Linked DNA regions of Mus musculus: region 2 is linked to region 1. A link is a contact called in public Hi-C data. All regions are on one chromosome and are shown on one strand. Each heading gives the region's core, a stretch centred on a gene start, on an enhancer-like site or on the middle of the called end of the contact. The rest is flanking DNA. Distances are from core to core; before and after follow the strand shown.

Region 1 (7,483 bases), core at 3,376-5,875:
TTGCTTAAAACTGGAAAACATAAACTTACCTTTTTCTGATAGAATAAAGGTCAGGGCTGTTTTGGGACCTTGGAGAACCTGAAGACAACTGTGAACAGACAGAAGGGAACAGATCATTGAAGTGTTGCATGTGCTGACTGGAAGAATGGGACAATTTGAGTAGATCATCACAAAAGAAAATGTATTTGTGCATCTCTATCATTTATTATCTATCATTTATCAAAAATCTCTATCATATAGATATCTATCAACTATTTCTATCATCTATTTATCTATTTTAATCTATCTTGTCTATTATTTATATCTATTTTGCATTTATAGCTGTTGATCATTTCTGTCTATATCTGTGGATCATCTATCAATCACCTATCTATTTATTACCTACCTACCTACCTATCTGTACATGACTGCAAAACTACCAAGGAAGCTAGAGTGATGCTTTCTAAGATCCCCGATCCCCTCCCCGAATGAGTGAAGAGCTGCAAATATTTTTTCACCTAGTGGTTATTAAATTGCTCACCACCCCATTCTGAGAAAAATATCAAGAGACAGGAGAGATAGGCCATAGGCTGCCCGCAATGCTTTAACCCAAAATTCTACTTGCTTTAAACTGGACTTTCAACAAGGAAGAGAACTCTGATTATTCCCTGCTCACTTTTCTTTAGAAGTTAACAACAGGTCTGCATTTTCAGCCAGAATAGCCTGCTTTTGACTAGAAGTTTAGTTCTTTATTTCTGACAGCAGATGTCACAATTGCCTAACAAATGAAAGGTGTGGCTGTGCTTCTTAATTCAAAAGAGAAAGGCATCTCTAACTACAGTTTTAAAATACACCCTACCACACCCCTAACACATGCACATTGTGGTAGAATGGCTAGCTACCATGCACAGAGACCTGGCTTTGATACTTTGCACTGGAAAAACTGGAGAATGCTTTTTCAAGGGCCAGCAAACAGCTGGGCAAGGAAAAGTGCCCTGGTAAATTCCACATATATTTGTTATTTATTCCATACCTCAGTTTATCCAATGAAAGAAAGAAATGTTTAATTCTCAATTCATAAACTATAGGTTAAGAAGCAAAAAAAAAATTTTTTTTTTCAGTTATCCACTACTAATAGATGTGAGAGGTATCTCCCAAAACAGTGAGATAGAATTGAAGTCTGAGCAATATTTGGATTGTGAAGCAGAGGGGATGATGTTCATGACAATCAGTTGCTGGGATGTTATGTGAGCCTAGATGGTCACTGCATAGTAAGACTTGGGGAAAGACAGGACTCCCTTGCCTGGATTAGGTGGGAAAGGCTAAATATGGCTTCTGTCTTAGTTAGGGTTTCCATTGATGTAAACAGACACCCATGACCAAGGTAACTCTTATAAGGACAACATTTAATTGGGGTTGGCCTACAGGTTCAGAGGTTCAGACCACTATTATCAAGGCAGGAACATGGCAGCATCTAGCCAAGCATGGTGTAGAAGGAGCTGACAGTTTTACATCTTGTCCTGAAGGCAAACTTGTTCTTTCAGGCAGCTAGGATGTGGGGCTTAAAGCCCATACCCACAGTGGCACACCTACTCCAACAAGGCCACACCTCCTAACAGTGCCACTCCCTGGGCCCATAGACTTATTCAAACAAATTCCCCTTCCTGGCTCCCATAGGTTTATTCAAACATATGAGTCTATGGGAGCCATACTTAGCCATAGCATAATAAAAAAGAACATTTAGTCCAACTTTCAAAGTTCTCATAGTCTATAGCAGTCTCAACAATGTTAAAAGTACATAGTTCAAAGACTCTTCTGAGATTCAATCAGTTACTTGACTGTAATCCCCAAAGCAAGGCAGGAAACCAGTCGGGAAAACTCCAAGCTCTGTATCTCCATGTCTGATGTCAAAGTGGCCTTCAGATCTCCAACTCAGTTTTGATCTTTGTTGATTGCAGTAAACTTTTTTTCTCCTGGCCTGTTTCCATTCCCTGTTGGCAGCTTTCCTCAACAGATAACCCATGGCTCTGGGATCTTGAACATCTTGGGGTTATAGCTTCTTGTTCTAATGTCAGAGATACACACATGATCTGGGCTCCTCCAAAGGGCTTGGGTCACTTTTCCAGCTCTATCCTCTGTAACACTGTAGGCTCTGGATGACTACACTCCATTGCTGCTGTTGTTCTTAGTGATCATCTTATGGTACTGAAACCTCTAATATTCTGTTATTCCTGTCTTAGCCTGTGGGTTTAAAGGCATTCGAAGCCCCAAATGACCTGCGGGTATTTGGAGCTTCCAGTTCAATGGAATGTTTGCTGTGTCTACTGGCAGAAGTACTCCCCATTCTGGAACCAAAACTTGTAGGCCAGCAGAACTTAGGGTTGTGGGAACAGGAGGCAAAAATGTTCTTAGTTGGGGTCACTAAGAGTGATAGTAAGTAGAACTATTCCCTTTCCCACTACTGGATTCCTGGACCTATAGATCCTAGCTATGGTAGAAACTGTATCATACACTGGATGCTGATTCAAAGCATATGCTGCCTTCTGAAGAACCCAACCCCACCTCTCCATTTCTGGATTATAGTTTATTCCAGATGTAATCAAGTTGAATACCCATCACAGTTTCATTGACCTGAGATGCTTTTAGATGTCATGGTGTCCAAATAACATAACTAGTCATCAGAGCAACTGGCAGAGCCAATAAGGTCAGGAGATAGGCACATAATAAACAGAAGAGAAGAGAAGGGACAGAAACAGTTTCTTACACACATTTTGACCATACATCAAGAGGGTTCAAAGGAAATAGGCTACTTAATCTTTCAACAACACTCCTAGAAATCTGGCTATGTGTGTGGAAAAAAATGAACAGCAGGCTTTAACTGACACCACACATGGGCATTTATTTGAAATGTGTCACAGACTCTAGTATAAAATGAAAAGAATGTGATTTCTGGAAGAGCAACAGAAAGTCTTTCTAGCATTGGGGAGCAAAACTGCCCTGGTTCAAGACAAATACACATAAAGAGGGGAACAACCAATTATATTTCATTAAAGTAAAAAAAAAAATCTGTGAACCTTGGAAAAGTGGCATTAAGAAAATGGAAAAGCAAGTCTCAGCCTGGGGCAGTTCACTTGCCGTGTGCGTATGTGTCTGATTTGTCTGAAATACTGGGTTCTGTATTCGAGGCAAAGGACCTGTGTCTAGAACACTAGTCAACAAAATGTCAGTTTGCAGTATGTTCACAGGTGAGTGGGAGGGAAAATCATGATCAAAGACACTGTCTACAGAAGTAAAGCAAAGGATAAAAAGACTCCTTTCCTCTCCCTCCTTCTTACTTAAAAAAAAAAAGACTTTATATTTCTTTATGAGTGTCTTACCTGCATGTATGTATGTGTAACACATGTTACCTGGTTTCCTGCCCACAGCGGCCATATGAAGGCATCGGACCTCCTGGTGCTGCCATTAGTTGCCATTTGCAAGGCACTATGTGAATGCTGGGAATGGAATTTGGCTCCTGTGCAAAAGCAGCAAGTGTCTTAATACTTAGATATCTTTCCACCCCCTCGCCCCCCCCCATTACTGTTTGGAACGTTGATTAGAATATACTAGTTTGTGTAGCCCAGGGTGGTTTTGAACTTGTAATTCTCTTATCCTGAGTTGTTCTGCTTCAGACTGAGGTTGGAGGAATATAGACAACATAACAAGTTGCTTTCCCTTCATTGAAAGACTGGAGAAGAGTGTGAGAGGAGCTGATCAGTCCCTAGTTAGACTAACTTTCATTCTCAGAGTAGATGACAGTCCACTTTGACAGCGCTTGCCTCATAAGTGAATCAGGAGGTCCCATGGAGTGAAAATCCCCCTTACATGGCTCAGCAGATTTTCTCTCTTCTGTCTGGCTGGGTTTGGTAGGGAAAATGCAAAAGCCTGATATTTGGGGGAGGAATTTTGGTCATGTCTTTCCACAGGAAACAATTTGCTCCCTGAAGTTTTGCCCAGGTATACAGTTCCTCTAATCCACTCTTTTCAACTCTTTTAATATTCATGTACAATATTTGACCCTTTTCTTTCACACTCTGGGCTTAGAACAAAACAAACATTATAAAAGACTGCCATTTTTGTGTTTTCTAGACTGGGCTCTACTTTCTGCTGCTCAATTAATCTCTCAATCTTCCTAACTTTGCCCTTCTGTGGAGCCTAATATCTCTGTATACTTAAGAACATTTAAACAATTACCATTATATGCCGCAGACCCTTTGGGTCCCTTTGTCTGCGGGGAACGGGACTCTGGTCACAGGTGGGCAGAGTCGGTGAATGACAGACAGACCAACAAGTGAGATTGTGTAGAATCTGAATGTCATTTGTCAAATTGAGCATCAAACTTTTTATACAGAAGAAAATAGGCAAGTTAGGTGACACATCGGCAAGGTATAAATGAGGTTACTGGATGCTTAATGACTCTTACACAAAACAGGAATGTAAACACAAAGACTGGCAGGAACTGGGCAATAAAACAACTGAGACAAAGTCAGCCCTATCTAAGGTCAGCTAAAGTCTTAGAAGCCAGGTGTGAGGTCTTTACACTCCTAGGGCAAGGGCTTTCACACCCAAGTCATGGTTCTAATTAGGGAGTTCCTCTCTAGCTAACCATCTCATGAATAATGCATTACCCTAAAGCCACAGCCTGATCTACTTCCTAAACCATTGTAAATTCCTGTATATGGGAGCGACTTGGCTTTTATTCTAAGTGATAGTGTAATACCAGAGGCAATTCTGAATGTCACTGAATACGCAACATTGAATTCCAAGCCCATGGTCAGCTCAAGGACTTTCTAGGACGTTGGAACACTGGCGAAGGCTTAGCTATGTCAGAATTCAATATTAAAAGGCACTTATAATAAGATAATACTAAAAGAGAGCACGTGGATCCATACACCAGACTAACTCGGGAGTAGGGTATGAGTATATGGGTGAATGAGAACGCCAAAACTCCAGGAGGTGAAACTTTGCCTCGTGAGTGCTTCCAGGCCTCTTGGCCTGCCAAGCAGACTTCACCAGAGTGTGCGTGGCTCTCTTCTATGTTAGAAACAATTAAATTGAATTTTATTTATCCCTATTCTTTATTTGCTAGTAGAAAGCAGGCTGCATCTACCATCTGACTCTCATCTTAAGTTCTTTGTATCAGTTCAGAACTGCAGGAAGAAATCCCCACCTGGCTCCTGCGAAATTCATATTCCCTTCTATCCTTAAAAACAATTAAATGGGGCTGGTGAGATGGCTCAGTGGGTAAGAGCACCCGACTGCTCTTCCAAAGGTCCAGAGTTCAAATCCCAGCAACCACATGGTGGCTCACAACCATCTGTAACGAGATCTGACTCCCTCTTCTGGAGTGTCTGAAGACAGCTACAGTGTACTTACATATAATGAATAAATAAATCTTTAAAAAAAACAATTAAATGGAAATGTTAAAAATCTATCCTTTGATTACTTGCTTGTAGGAAGCAGTCAGCTTTTGTTATTTGTCTCTCACTGCCTTAGAGCAGCCAACCTTTTTCTTTGCACAGCAGGAGATCCAAGTGTCTCTAAGCTGAGGTTCTCCCTGTGTTCCTTTGTTCAAATTTTCATGACCTGGAGCCATGCTCTACTGAGAAACCAGTTTTCCTCCCTATTATACTATATCAGTGTGTGTGTGTAATCTATCCAATAATTCATAAATTAATAGTGGATTCTTGCCTTTCCGGTTATGCACATCCGTAGAGTGAAGTTTTTGCTACCCTGCATTAAGCTCTGGGAATGGGCCAAACTACCAGCCCCATCCACAGAGACGATTGGATCCATGGATGTAAAACAGACATACACACACACACATTGCTCAATTTCAACCTGCCTTATTTGCTCAATTGCTGGGCTTTTTAAAGCTTTCCTCAGCTAGTGTGCCATTTCCAATACTCTTAGCTCATTTCTCAACCTGCCCTAGCTTCAGTAGCTCCCTTACCTTTAGCCCCAGCTCAACACCCTAACCATCCACCTGGAGAAGTGGCCTGTGGTAGCTCCACCTGAGATCTCTCATGGCTGGTCACGTTTTTTGTCCCTCTGAAGCATGGTGAAAATCCTTTCCTCTCTTTGCATCTCCTTCCTCATCTGCAGGGACCTGGAAGTCCTGGCTCTTTCCTTTCACCCAACAATTGCCCCCTGGCATCTTTACTGATAGATCAAGAACGAATTGAGGAACAAGACCTTAGTATCAGACCCACCCTCTGTACTCAACAATGGCTCTCTGAACTATTTTATGACTCTAGTAATAACTACCTACCCTAAATAATTTCATAGAAGACATCACATTGTTGATTTGGTGACATGTCAATTCTGTGCTTTCTTTTTACCATTCAAATATCTATGTTCATTTTCTGTTAAAATGGATGGGGAAAAGCCTATAAGGCCTCGACCCTACACAAAAATATAGGCAACTGAGTAAAGCTGGGGATGGGAGAGGTGGGCCAACCAGGAAAGAGCACATCCATTGCTCGTGCAGTGCCAAACAGTCAACCCTGAAAACATACATATAACTAACATAATATGGACTCAACAGATTATATATAGTAATGTATAAGCATAAAAATGTACATATGTGCGCAATAATAATTGATAAAAGAAAAGGAGACACAGTTTTGAAGAAGAGTGGGGAAGGATATATAGGAAAGTTTGAAGGGAGAGAAGGGAAGGTAGAGATATTGTAATTAAAATATAATTTCAAAAATAAGCAACAACAACATCAAAGTGAGCCTTGTCATGATAAAATCTATTTAACAGAAAATTAAGTCCAGCAACTTTTTACGACTTAGATTTTAAAACCATTTGGGACTAAGTGTGGCCCTTTTGTGAAAATATCCTGTCTTGACTGTACCCTAGTGTGTAGAGTTGGTAAGGACTTTCCTAATTTACCCCTTTCCTGCTGCCCACAGTTATTTAGGGTGTGACATCACTGAGGTAGATTGGTTTTAAGTTTATGTGTGTGTGTGTGTGTGTGTGTGTGTGTGTGTTTGAAAATATTTTAATGACCACACAAATCGTTATTTTTATTGATAGCATAGTTTATTACAAAAACCAATGAATGAAGCCTTACTTTTCCATTTCCACTAAGAAATAAGCCACACAGACTTCTCAAAAATAATTCTTATACATGATGGTGTGAGAAACTCTATTTGCTCAAATGAAAAGTGTTTGAATGTAACCAATATTCCCACGAGCCAGAAAATCCGGGAAGTTTACAGGATGTAAGACAAACTGGCTGCCCAGAGACAGGAAGGGGCTGGGGCTCTGTTCTTTCTGCCAGCTCCCTCCCTCAGCAGGTGGCAGGCTTTGATTCCTACGCCTCAGGAACAAAGAGATTTAGGGTTAAATTACTAGTCACTTTGCAGTTTGGGATTAACTCAACAATTCTGTGGAGTACGTTGAGAAGTTCTGCAAAGGTTCATCTATTTTGTCCTCCAAAAAGTGAAACTAAAAC
Region 2 (7,483 bases), core at 2,941-5,440, 160 kb after region 1:
CTGGAAATCAGTCTGGCGGTTCCTCAGAAAACTGGACATAGTACTACCGGAGGATCCAGCAATACCTCTCCTGGGCATATATCCAGAAGATGCCCCAACTGGTAAGAAGGACACATGCTCCACTATGTTCATAGCAGCCTTATTTATAATAGCCAGAAGCTGGAAAGAACCTAGATGCCCCTCAACAGAGGAATGGATACAGAAAATGTGGTACATCTACACAATGGAGTACTACTCAGCTATTAAAAAGAATGAATTTATGAAATTCCTAGCCAAATGGATGGACCTGGAGGGCATCATCCTGAGTGAGGTAACACATTCACAAAGAAACTCACACAATATGTATTCACTTATAAGTGGATATTAGCCCCAAACATAGGATAACCAAGATATAAGATATAATTTGCTAAACACATGAAACTCAAGAAGAATGAAGACTGAAGTGTGGACACTATGCCCCTCCTTAGATTTGGGAACAAAACACCCATGGAAGGAGTTACAGAGACAAAGTTTGGAGCTGAGATAAAAGGATGGACCATGTAGAGACTGCCATATCCAGGGATCCACCCCATAATCAGCATCCAAACGCTGACACCATTGCATACACTAGCAAGATTTTATTGAAAGGACCCAGATGTAGCTGTCTCTTGTGAGACTATGCCGGGGCCTAGCAAACACAGAAGTGGATGCTCACAGTCAGCTAATGGATGGATCATAGGGCTCCCAATGGAGGAGCTAGAGAAAGTAGCCAAGGAGCTAAAGGGATCTGCAACCCTATAGGTGGAACAACATTATGAACTAACCAGTACCCCGGAGCTCTTGACTCTAGCTGCATATATATCAAAAGATGGCCTAGTCGGCCATCACTGGAAAGAGAGGCTCATTGGACTTGCAAACTTTATATGCCCCAGTACAGGGGAACACCAGGGCCAAAAAGGGGGAGTGGGTGGGCAGGGGAGTGGGGGTGGGTGGATATGGGGGACTTTTGGTATAGCATTGGAAATGTAAATGAGTTAAATACCTAATAAAAAATGGAAAAAAAAATCTAGACTCTATTGAAAGAAAGCATGCGCTATTTTTCTGAGGTTGCATTAATCTCCTGTTTCCAGTGTATGTCACACTTGCTCCATGCTGTCTCTGTTGAGCACCCAGACTGGTCCCATGCTTTGGCTGATGTGCCAGTTCTACAGTACACAGAGACATATATGTATCTCTGTGGTATGTTGACCTATATTCCCTCAGGTATATACACAGGAGAGATACAGTTGGGTCATATGGAAGTTATACTTTCATTTCATGGGGCACTGCCATACTGGCTCCACAGTTTGTGCTCCTGTCCCCAGTGTGGAAGGGGTTCTTCCGCACCCACTTACCCACCAGTATTTGCTGTCTCAATGGTAGCTGTCCAGCCTGTAGTAAGATGACACACTAGTGGAGTTTAACTTTCCATTTCTCTGGTGTCTAGGAATGTGTAGATGCCTTTCATATATTTACTGGCTTTTTGTTTTCAGTTTTTAGAACTTTGTGTAGAAGTTAGAGGGAATGCTTTGACTTCTTGCTGTTAAATTATTTTAGTTCCTGATTTTCTAGAGACATATGCCCTGTCACGTGTAAAATTGGCAAAGATTTCTGGCATTGGGGAGGCTGGCTTCATTATTCTGTCTCTTTGTTTCCTGTGGAATGTCACAATCCTGCTTGACAATTCTAGCAATTGGGGTTTCTTTCGGAAAGCCCTTTCCTATGCTCCATCTTGAAGTTCTTTCCCACGGGTTTAGAGTGCCAGGTATTAAGCACTTTGGTACATTTTCAGGCGAGCTAGTCAGTGCTTAGCCAGTTTTCACAGTATCCAGAGTTAAAGAGGCTGTCTTTAAGTTTTTGTTCAACTTTGCTAAAATCCAGGTGACTGTAGGTGTCTATGCTACACTGTACGTTAGTTCCTACATGATTCTTTTACATTGGAATTGGTTTAGCTTTGGGGGGGGGGTGTCTCTTTCTGTATTTCCATATAAATGTAACTTTTAGGATTATTTTATTCTATTTCTGTAAAGAATGCCATATGAGCATTTATGGGGATTACATTGAATTTTATTGCTTTGGGTAATCTAGCCATTTTTATGCTAATTTTGTCAATGCACAAGCATAGAAGATCTTCCAGTCTTCAGGGATCTCTTTCAATTCCTTTCTTCAATGTTTTGAAGCTTTTATTGCTCAGATCTTTCACTTCCTGGTTAAGTTTATATGTACACATTTTTGTAGAATCTATAATGAATGAAAATTTTTCCTGACTTTCTTCACAGCAATATATTGGGTATAAGAAAGTACTTAGTTCTATGCTAATTTTGTACCACAGGATTGCTGTCCTCAAGTTTCTGCTGTTATTATATTCATTTATTTGGAATATTGGACTGTCCTTGTATTTCTGATGAAACCCACCTAATCATGGTATTGGAAGCATCTGCTGTTACTGGTCGATTTGTCCCTTTATGTTAAGTAGTGTTTATTTGAAACTGGAATTGACATTCAGTGTATATATATTTACAGTTGCTATATCTACCTTCCCGACTGTTATTTTAGGTAATGCATAGTGACCTTCCTTATCTCTTCTGACTAATTTTGGCTCAAAGCCTACTTTATCAGATATAAATAAAACTATTCTTGCTTGTTCGGGGCTTTCATGTGCTTGGTGTGTTGCCTTCCACCCTTTTACGCCCAGTGAGTGTGTATCTTTGCCAGTGAAGTGTGTTTCTTATAGGTAATAGGTAGTTCGGACTTATTTTTTTCATACAATTATCTATCATTCCACTTTTTTCTCTAGTATATGGAGGATGCACACACGTACACACCTGTGTATGTGTGCATGTTTGTATGTGTGCACACCAGAGAAGGACATCAGCTATTACTTCCTACCTTATTCTCTTAAGATCTCTAACTTTTCCCATCCCCACAGCCTTAGAGGTGCAGATGCAGGAGGCCATACTCGGCTGCTCCCAGGGGTGCTGAGGATTGGAACTCGGGCCTTTATCCTAGTACAGCATGTACTATCCCCAGAGCCATCTCTGCAGCCTTCGTGTTTTAACTACTATTAAAATGTATCCTCCATAACCAAAGCTGGGCCATCCTTGGCCCTTACTTGTGTCACCCTATCTCCTTTAGTCTGTGTATTCTTCCAAAAATATTATATGCACTTATGTACTTGTGTACATAATTCCATCGACATAGTGGCAAGTGAGGCAAATTCTAATATATATTTTCTTATAAAAATATCACTTTGAAGGGAATTCCCTTTCCAGTAAAAAGGTTTCAGTTTTCTTTTTATTAAGATATACTATTCTGTCTATACACATGTGGTCTGCTATTCACCATCTTTTCCTTAAATGCTTTGATCTTTTTATATCATTAATACATTCTTAATTGGAAATGTATAAATCTTTACATATGGAAGCACTGCAGATTAGTTCCTTGTAGTGAAATCATGGTTCAAAAAAATAAATGTAATTCAAATACCTAGATTTGTTTGTTTGTTTTGTTTTCATTTTAGTTTTGCTACACATACTTTACCAACTTAAAACTTTATCACAAATGCAATAAGTTTAGTATTTTCTTATGCTCAAGGAAAGATCATAGTGTTTGAATCTGTAGCAGCAGGTTGAATCAATGATTCTTTGGAATTTTAGCTCTCTTTCTTTTCCTTTTTTTTTTCGTTTTTATAACCGAAATCGAATTTTAATACATAAGTTGGGGGTTAAATTTTTTTTTTTAATCTGTGAATTTCTGCACATATATATGTGAATATATACTTTGGCTATTTTTGCAACAATCATTGGTCCTCTGCAGAACTGGAGACAATATGCTCCAACCTGTGTGAATAAGTTGAAGCTCTGACATCTTATCTAGATCCAAACATCAAATCTAGTGACGTTTCTGGTCTGTAGAAATCTCTTTAGCTGTCCCCTTGCAACAGCAATGACCAAAATATCCAGCCATCATGAAATGGCACCTGATGCTTTCCACCCCCCAGAGTCCTGTCTCTTAACCCTTTTCCCATGCATCAACATTTCACAGTTACCATTTCTTCTACAATATTGAACTGTTATTGTAAGTCCCATGCCCCTGTTCCTGCTGTGTCCAAACTCCAAATGACACAGCCCCACCCCATTCGCTTTCCCGGCACCACCTCCTGTCCCTGTGTTCACCTGTGTTCATTGTCACAGTCTTGTCATAACGAATCGCAATTCACCTATCACTGCAGGTAAGTCAGAGTGTGCCACGGCACTCCGGCTGAGTCAGCCTGTCAGGCAGGGATGCCTAAAAGCTGCTCATGAGGCAAAAAGAGTTTCAAGGAAGCTCTCCTCCTGGAGTCTGGCGTTCCTTTAATTCTCCATTCCTGCGTTAGTCTAGTGTATGGATCCACGTGCTCTCTTTCAGTATCATCTTAAAATGATACTGATATCTTTTAAGATTGAATTCTGACATAGCTAAAGCCTTCTGCCAGTGTTCCAACAGTCCCTAGAACGTCCTTGAGCTAGACAGTGACATTCAGAATAGCCTCTGGTATTACACTATCAATAAAAGCCAAGTCGCTCCCATATACAGGAATTTACTATGGTATAGGAAGTAGATCGGCTGTGGTTTTAGAGTATTGCATTATTCATGAGATGGTTAGCTAGAACGGAACTCCCTAGTTAGAACCATGACTTGGGTGTGAAAGTCCTTGCCCTAGGAGAGTAAAGACCTCACACCTGGCTTCTAAGACTATAGCTGAGTTACACCCATACACACGTATTTACAATGACCTAAGGGGAAGGTGGACTATACAATAGACTAAAACAGGAACTATGGCAAAGGCACGAAGCCCTTGACCCTGGCTTCTAAGATTAAGTAAATCTTAGGTGAAGTCCTTTTTGATCCCAGTTGTTAACAATGAATTCTATCCCAGGTGGTTCCTGTTAGACCTTCTGTGTTTGCATTCCTCTGTTTTATGTAAGAATCCAGTAACCTCTTTGTACCTTGCTGGTGTGTCACCCAACTTCCTTATTGTCTTCTGCATAAAAAGTCCGATGCTCGATTTGACAAATTACATTCAGATTCCACACAACCTCTCCTGTGTGCCTCTGTTTGTCACTCATCCTACACTTTGTCCACCCGAGACTAGAGACCTGTTCCACGCAGACAAAGGGGCCCAGAGGGTCTGCAGCAAGAGTGAGATGCTGTGCACTCGGCATAGAGTAGAGCTGCTGGTGGTCTGTAGCTGTGGGGCAAGCTCTCTGCCAAGCTAAGAATTTGTTGTAAATGACTCTGCTGACTCCTGAGTGACTAGAGTAGAGCCTAGCATCAAGCACAAAACAAACGCTTCAGAGTTCTTTTCTATCTTCTTTTACATTTTTATTCTTTTTAAAGTGATCTTTACTGATCAGGCAGTGATCTTACCTCTAACTATTCATTTCAGGGCCAGTGGGGTGGTTTTGTAATTACATTCATTTGTTGCCTGACAACCAGAATTAGATCCTCAGAGGTCTTTCTAGATAAATAAGTATGTCTATCAAAGAAATAAAGCATCCCACACATAAGGATTCAGAACATGATAAAACTTTGTTATTTTCTCTGTGGTTACACTAAGAAACATGGAGCATGGTTCAAAAACAGAAGGAATATACACACATGCATACTACACATACAACATAACCACCTGAGGTTAAAATTATCATATGAGTTCTTCTAGAAGGTGGCAAATGCCTTAGGACCCTGGAGAATGCATCATCTTAAAGAAATGACCAAGATATACCAATCTCATAAGAGTCTGTTAGATACTCACCACCACCCTTACCACAAAGTAATTGCAATTTTGAGCAATATTTTTAAAAACATATTTCCAGCATTGAGATGACTCAGACATGAAGAAACAGAAAAGTACGAATGAGTGAGTCTGCCCTGAGCGACCTCAGCAGATGATGACAGCTGCGGCCACTTCAGTCATTTGCACAATTCCACATGCCCTTCTCGCATGCTGTGCTGTGAACAGTCTGCCAGAAGGCCGCTGAAGGTCTTTGTGGGCTCTTGACTTGGACTAAGATTCCCCAATGGAGAGGAGCGCCATGGATCTGAATAGCCCTATCTCAGAGAATGGTTAATATTACAGCTACAGTAACAGAGAGAGCAGAGTTCAGGCCTGAGAGTCATCTTAACCACCATGTTGATGTCCTCAAACTCAAGACCTTTCTTACACTGTGCATAAGGTGGGCTTCTCAGTATTAGACTATGAAATCACTTCAAGCTGAACAAGTATTTCCCAGTGAGAGAGCTTGCACTTAAGAGGCAGAAATACCATGAAAATACACTTTAGAAAAAAAAGAGAGAGAGGGAGGGAGGTAAGTTTGGTTTGGTTTTGAGTCAGCCTGGGGTTTCAGTGCTGAAAGAGTTAAAAGATGAACATTGAAAAACAGGATTTAGCACTGTGCTGGTCCTTAGGCATGAGAACGCTGGGTCCAGAGTAGGCTGCACCCTCCCTGTCCTTCCTCTCTTATCTCTGTTGCTCTTGGCCTATCGCTTTTCTGACAGCAGAGAGTTCACAACCTCACAGCTTCACCCTGGAGAAGGTGGGTGTGTCCCTCACCACCACTCCCTCCTCCAGCTCCAAGGACCCAGAGCTTCATCTACCTACTCGGTACTTAATAAATCATTGTCACCAAGGAAGAACTATCTTGATCGCCCCAACTTGAACTAAGTCCATTTCTTCACCCAGTCACTGGACTCAGTGAAGTGGCTGAGGTCAGGGATGCAGAGGCAAGCTATGGGGAGCACACAGGATGGGAGGCAGAGAAGTGGGCGTGGTCGGCACCATAAGAAGGGAGGGGCTGAGGCAGAAGTCAAAGGCATCACCAGCCTTAGTAACCATCAGCACAACATTGATTTCATGGGACGTTATGTTCTGAGTTCTTGATACATGAACTTGGTGAACTTACAAGTTGGGGACCGCCTATATCTGAATAATGCACAAGGGGGAAAGGACAGACAATGGGCATGGGAGAGGGCCCCTGATGCCATTTGCCATCTGGTTTATCCCTTAGAGAACAGGCGTGCCTTTCCTCTGGGTTTCTGGTTGTCCCAACTGAGGTTGCTTCCTTAGTTGATAGGCCAGAGCAACTGCCCTTTAACTCCAAGCCCAAAGTCAATATGAGCACCAGCAGTTCTGGGGGATGGGTAGTGTAAAGCCCCCCCCCCCCTCTCTCTCTCTCTCTCTCTCTCTCTCCCCAATGGTCAGAGAACTGAATGAAGATGGTAGTTACTTTTAACAGAATACAAGATAGTTGTGTTTCTTATTCATAACCCAAAGATAATAACCACATATATTATCAAAGCAGAAATGAATGCTATACAAATAAAGATCTTTGGCCCCAGGTTCATATTAGAGCATTCTCTATGATGAAATTTCTGTGTGTAACTATCCCTAATATTATATAGACTTTTTTGTTTTTGTTTTTGTTTT

Evidence for each region. A called contact is a pair of places that touch in the nucleus more often than the background predicts.
Region 2: a Hi-C map of extraembryonic ectoderm shows a contact between it and region 1, with 5 times the contacts expected there. The contact joins two enhancer-like sites. A contact is called at or near these places in 2 of 484 Hi-C or Micro-C datasets (the Ba/F3 cell line and extraembryonic ectoderm) and 1 of 9 other capture datasets (embryonic stem cells).

What each region holds. Positions count from the first base shown.
Region 1 is chr14:68,556,331-68,563,813 of GRCm38.p6, forward strand. It overlaps Adamdec1 (ADAM-like, decysin 1), which reads right to left. Exons shown (of 14, transcript NM_021475.2): 14 at 7,057-7,483. Among named protein-coding and RNA genes, the nearest start is that of Gm41191, 20 kb to the left of the region's middle. Within about 2 kb of position 4,626, at least 2 of the 459 cell types and tissues checked have an H3K27ac peak or open chromatin away from gene starts, as enhancers often do. A contact at or near this core is called in extraembryonic ectoderm, where this site is marked.
Region 2 is chr14:68,713,076-68,720,558 of GRCm38.p6, forward strand. No RefSeq gene overlaps it. Among named protein-coding and RNA genes, the nearest start is that of Adam28, 61 kb to the left of the region's middle. Within about 2 kb of position 4,191, at least 6 of the 459 cell types and tissues checked have an H3K27ac peak or open chromatin away from gene starts, as enhancers often do. A contact at or near this core is called in extraembryonic ectoderm, where this site is marked.